Linked DNA regions of Zea mays: region 2 is linked to region 1. The links are chromatin contacts, called in public Hi-C maps. All regions are on one chromosome and are shown on one strand. Each heading gives the region's core, a stretch centred on a gene start, on an enhancer-like site or on the middle of the called end of the contact. The rest is flanking DNA. Distances are from core to core; before and after follow the strand shown.

What was found. A called contact is a pair of places that touch in the nucleus more often than the background predicts.
Region 2: a Hi-C map of leaf shows a contact between it and region 1, with 4 times the contacts expected there. The contact joins the promoter of LOC100282826 here to the promoter of LOC100273702 in region 1. A contact is called at or near these places in 2 of 25 Hi-C or Micro-C datasets (ear and leaf).

Annotation. Positions count from the first base shown.
Region 1 is chr4:135,003,885-135,006,890 of Zm-B73-REFERENCE-NAM-5.0, reverse strand. LOC100273702 (putative protein kinase superfamily protein) reads right to left here and starts at 1,612. Exons shown (of 8, transcript NM_001360295.1): 1 at 1,269-1,612; 2 at 1,020-1,149.
Region 2 is chr4:135,506,474-135,509,479 of Zm-B73-REFERENCE-NAM-5.0, reverse strand. LOC100282826 reads left to right here and starts at 1,458. Exons shown (of 6, transcript NM_001397644.1): 1 at 1,458-1,669; 2 at 2,462-2,600; 3 at 2,711-2,897; 4 at 2,986-3,006. The coding sequence starts at 1,662.

The DNA.
Region 1 (3,006 bases), core at 363-2,862:
ATCAAGGTCGCCTACTCGCCTTCACCTGAGATCGTCATCAGTCGCACGAAACAGGAAGGAGATAAGAGGCAAGTGGATACAGTGAAGAAGTGTGTGAACATCCTTTTAGACGCCACAAAGGGTCGCTATTGCCATACGCCAACTGGTGACCAGGGAAAGACACCGATCTAGATTTGTTAGGGGCAGTGGCGGAAGTACCTCCTGCGCTGTGTGTTTCTCCTTGTAGAAGTTATTTGGGGGTGTTCATAATACATCGGTACGTTTGGATATTTCCAAAAGGTAGAATTCAGCAAATATATGGGGTTTTTCTAGGTTGAACATTATTACCTGTGCCCAAGTAATGGTGTGTACATGAGGCCCAGGTATACCTTTATAGTTTGAAGCAGCGATTGAATACCATCCAAAAATAGCATTTGTCGAATACACAATAGCTTAGTACACGTTAACAAAACCTAGCAGGAAATGGCTGTGTGCTAGAAGGTCCTTTGTATTTGACAAAATCTACTCTGGAAGCATTCACAAGTTCAGTAGAAAAGACACAGCACATCAACGGAAATGAATGCAACAGAATGATCATGCACATTAGACTAAATTCCACATCAGGCTACCATGATAGTACCTCTGACCACCTAGAGAAGAACTAGAATGTTACTCGAGCAGAAGTAAAAAAAAAAGAATGAAGTACTAGAAGCCTAATAAATTCCATAAACACTGCAAATGCAAGGGTACCTAAACTTAACCAGTGGGTGGCCTGAACGCGGTCCAGCAAAACTACAGCAATTTTTTTCATGTCAACCAACTATCACGAAAAAAAAACAGCGCACGCCATTGCATCACGACCCGGTATTACTCATGATGGTGATAGACATGCTTGGCCCGCGCGATCCTTCCAGAAGGGCCACCTTTTTATGCGCGGCTTCTACAATAAGCACGCAGCTTAATTTAGGACGCATACCCAGTATACATTCAATACTTCTTTGCAAAGAGGAGACGGAAAATCGAGGTTGTAGGCACAGTACGTGTAAACTACACTTGTAATTGGATCAGATCAGATCCGAATATAAATAGCTTGGGTTTGGGTGCTCCGTCTCGCACAGCAGGAACAGAAGACTAGAGCTCGTCGCCCGCGAGGGTCTCAAAGATGGAGGCCTGGGGACCAGTGGCGGAGTCAGGATTTAACGGCTGGCTATGCTATATACGCGATGCAAAAATAAAATAAAATAAAATCTCAAGTCTTACTCTGAAGAAATGGATCTGGCTGTGCTCACCTTGCTTCAACCTTCAGTACGGAGCTCGAGCTGGGACTGGGAGAGCCGGAGCGAGGCCGAGGGGGAGGGGAGGACCGCCGGCGGCTGCTGCTGCTCTGCTACTTGCCGCCGATGGGCACCAGCCGCTGCGGCTGGACGCAGGTCACGCAGCCGCGCAGGGGCGTAGGGCTGAGGGGGAGAGGGGAAGAGCCGGAGTAGGAGGAGCGAGGGGGAGGCTGCCGTGCCGCTGCGCCACGCCGCCGCCGCTCCGCGGTCCCCAGACGATGCGAGCAAGAGACGAGACAGTAGCAGTAGCGAGGGTCGAGGAAGGCACGCGCGTGATGCCGTGATGCGGCATGATGGGGTTTCTACTCTGCCTCGGTGGGCAGTGGGCTGCTACTAATTTGTGGCCATATTTACAACGTCTGTGAGAAACCGCTAAATACCCGCGATGTAAAATAATGGCATAATACAAAACAAGTATTGCTCATCACGACGATTACGTGCGTCTGTAAGGCTTTGTTTGATTACTGTGTTGAGGTGATTACGGTGTAAATTACTTTAAGTTACACCATAATTTACCTCAATACATGTGGATTAGGGTTAATAATAGAGTATCTAAACTAGGTCTAAAGTGACACTCTTAAACAAAAATAACTACGACAACATATATAGTGGCTAAAGTAAAATCTTGTAATTCACGTGCAATCTCATTTTTCTCGGACTATTTTATAAAATAATTGTACATTTCCGTCGAATATGGCTTCGTTCTATAGTAGATCAGATGGACAAACTTTGGTAGTTTTGGGCTGAAACTTTTGATTCTTCCATGTAGCCTTAATTTCGACTGCCACCGGATATGCATGTAGGATTATGGGAAAACCAGGAACTAATGTTGGGGCGGAAGCTGAACTTGACCTCGATCTATCTAATCCGACTACAAAAAAATATTTTTTACACATGAGCATCAGACGAAGGGTACTTCAGTTTCGACACATAGCAGTCTTCACACGACTTCTCACAAGGGAGTTAAGCAGAGGGCCCCAGTCACCCCCTTCCCCCAAGGCATTTCACCGACGGTGATGCCCGGACCAAGCGAAGGCAAGGACGTGACTTCGCTGAACCACGGAGGCTCTGCCTCCGACGCTGACTTCGCTGAACCAAGGGTGCGACACGCAGGTGGAGACTTGAGACTTCATGAGACTACGAAGAAGCCGAGGACTCCGCCCCCCCCCCCCCCCCCCCCCCCGGTTGTCATCTAGGCCCACTTGTAAGCCCCCTTGCGGGTAGATTTTGTAGTACGACCGGATTACGGTACTCCACCCATTGTAATGACTCGTTGAGAGAAATATTCTGGGAATATAGCAGGTAACTAGGGGTGTAACAGTACTTAGGGACCCATTACCCCTCCTGGTCACCTATAAATACCCTACCCTATACAGATGGGGCAAGCATAACAAAGCTCTACAGTTCTTTGCTTGTTGTCTCATTGTGCACCTGATCCCACTTGTCTCCTGAGTGTTGGACCCACCTAACCACGTGTCAGGACAGTTCCAACAACTAGCAACATTTCATTCCTATCTATAGGGACGGAGCCCTAAAAAGTTTTAGAAGAGGTTGAACTAAATCGATATAGTATATGAGACCTCTTCTACATTATATTTGTACGTTTTAAATTGTAGGAGAGGCTTTAGTAGGGTTCCATAGACTCGGGAACGATAGGGTGGCTTGAGCCCCGTCCGCCCCACTGCTTCCTCCG
Region 2 (3,006 bases), core at 209-2,708, 500 kb before region 1:
TTCCCTACCTACCGTTTTGTTGTGTACCTAAGCCCTGTCAGCTTCCAAGTGTTTGGGCCCACTTGTCCATGTGTCGGCAGGTCCAACAATATAGTCTATTAATAAGCTATGAAGTATTAGAGTTACACATGTAATGTCTATTAAGCTACTTTGATATAAATTAACATTATTTTAATGATTTGACATTAATATGTGTTCAAATAAAAATGTGATGAAATGCAATACGAGTTCATATTTAAAGGTTATGATTTTATTAAAAATATTGTACAAGAAAAAAAGGGCACCCAAAACCCCGGTGCCCGTATCTGTTCTGAATATCCGATGTTTAATGGATAGTTCTCGCTCCGAATACTAAGTTGTACTATCTAGATACTACCTATATCAGTCCTAAATATAAAAGCATCCAAATTTGTATTCCAAAAACGAGTATTTATACTCTCCGTATCCGGTATCCAACATGAATGTTTTTTCAGAAACCAGATTATTTTTATAGAGAAAAACATATTAAACAGAAAAACAAATCCTGTGTTGGAAAGAGAGCCTTAGGAACTACAGTATTAAGTTACGATATTGTTATTTGGCCACCAACCTTTCGGTAAAGATTCGCGTGGGGGTGGGGGGTTTGTGGCCGGAGAGGGCAGTCAGCTACCCATCACTGTACGTAAATTTATTTATCTTCTGCAGTGGGGCACTTGTGGGATGCCTGTAGTATTAGCTACTGTTAGTTGTGCGTTCAGCTTTAGCCTGCAGCCCTTCATTTTTCTGTACGTTCTTACGAATCGCTTGAGAGTGTTGACCGGCCACTTGAGTCGGTTGGTACGGCACGACCGGCGCCGGCGATCCTAGTCCATCCTTTCTTCCCCGTTCGTCACGTCAGCCTTTGTTTTCCGGCCGGTGCACTGCTGAGGCTTTCTGTTGAGGTGGATAGGTTACAGGTAAGAGCGAGGCACATAGCTAACTACTATACAACTGAACGTCCCTTCAAAGGTCAAACCTACTGTAAACTCCCACACTGTCCTGCTACCCACACGAATCTTCGTGAATGTGAGTGCTGTCGCCTCTCTCTCTCTCTCCATCGGGGAGCCCACGACGGGGACGCAGAACGGGCGTGCATATTTCGGCCCACACTTAAACGTTGCCGAGGAGGGAAAGGAAACGGGCTAGCATCGCCTCACGAGCGCGATCTGGGCCGGACCGCCCATTCTTGGACAGACGCTGGGCTTGCGGGAGCGGCGTCAGGCATGTAGCCATGGATCATGGGCTCCGCGATGAAGAGGCAAGGAACGAAACGATCAAACGAACGAGCGCGCGAGCAATCTCGGTTCGCGTGCGCGGCTTGCCAAGGAAGGAAAGGGTCGGGGCGAAGGAAGCTGCAACGGTCGCCCGCCTTTCCCAGTCCCCGCCGTGCCACGAGCTTTCCCGCCTCCGCCTTGCGATTTCCAAGCCCTCCCTCTTCACACCCACCCCTGTCGCCAATAGCAGCAGTGGCCAGTAGGGGGGAGACTGGGATCTGGGAACGGGAGGGCGTTATAATTGGTCGGCGCGGCGGACGTGCCGGCCGCGCACGCATCCGGACCGGGTGCGGTAGCCAGTAGGCGCCGTTCCGCCGCCGCCGCCCCTTCGCCCGACGTCACTCGCCGGCGCGGACCCCGCGCGCCACTATGGCGAGGTACTAGTCACCCTCCGCTTCATTTCTCTCTCTCTCTCGATCTCGACATCATTTGCCTCGATCACGCGGCGCATTTGGGATTCGGGTTTGGTCAGGCGAGGGTTTAGTGTTTGCGAGGGCCCCTTCTTCTACACCCCTTCTGCACTATAGGAATGCGGCTTCTGGGTCGCGCGTTCCTCTCATTTGGATCAGATTGGATGACTTGCGAGTTCCTATGTCGGACTCTGATCTGCCTTGGCCGGTGCCGTGACTTGTGAGCGAAACCGGCTTTTTTCGATTGTGGGAATTACAGAGGTTTGCATTGTATTTGAATCACAACAGTATAGTAGTACCGATGTGTAGCATTAGTGTCAAAAGGTTGCAACGGGGTCAGGGTAGTACCGATGTGTAGCATTAGCTTCAAAAGGTCTTGGATTACAATTACTTCTGCTGGCACTAGCACGCTGCTTCGAGTCAAATTTTTATCATGAACAGTTTTGCATCCATGCCCAGATTGGGGATGAGAAACAAAAATAAAAGGAGCAGAGAAACAGAGCAGATGTTCTGCCCTGACGTGTGGCTAACATTTTAGGTTGTTCATTCTATGCTTTGCCACTGGACTCCAGCCACCAATTGTTCTCGCCAGGGTTTTATTTTCAAGAATGGGACATCAGACAATTCATGTTTCTGCTACACATGGACGACTAGTATTTTAATACATAAATTTCAACTATTTTGAGCACGTCTGTCTTCAAATTATCTTGTGCAAGTACTTCTTTTGGGACCAGCAACAATGTGCTTCTTTTGTTACAGGTCATGGCTGATAACATGTAGGGGAATTGCTAAGAAAATAAGATATGCAAATCCTAGCGCTAATCGCCAAATAAGCCAACTGATTGCAGAAGCACGGAGGGAATGCCCAAACTGCAGTTATGTTATTGATAACAGCGATGTAAGTGCATTTGTTCTGTTTAGGTTGTTGGAGAAGGGGTATTTGGCTTTCAGATCATATTCAGCTGTTAGGTGTTACATATCTGAGCAAGTTTTTCCTGCATTCTGCAGGTTGCCATGCAGTGGCCTGGGCTGCCTGCTGGAGTCAAGTTTGATCCTTCTGAATTGGAGTTGCTTCAACATTTAGAACAAAAGGTTGGCCTGGGAGATTCAAGACCACATGTGCTCATTGATGAATTTATTCCAACTATAGACAATGATGAGGGAATCTGCTATTCGCATCCTGAAAATCTTCCTGGTACATAATTATGTCATGAGGTGGTGTTATTCCTTATGAATCCGTTGGCGTATTCACATTCTGAATCTGGATTTTATTGGCCTTGTAGGTATGAAAACAGATGGTAGCA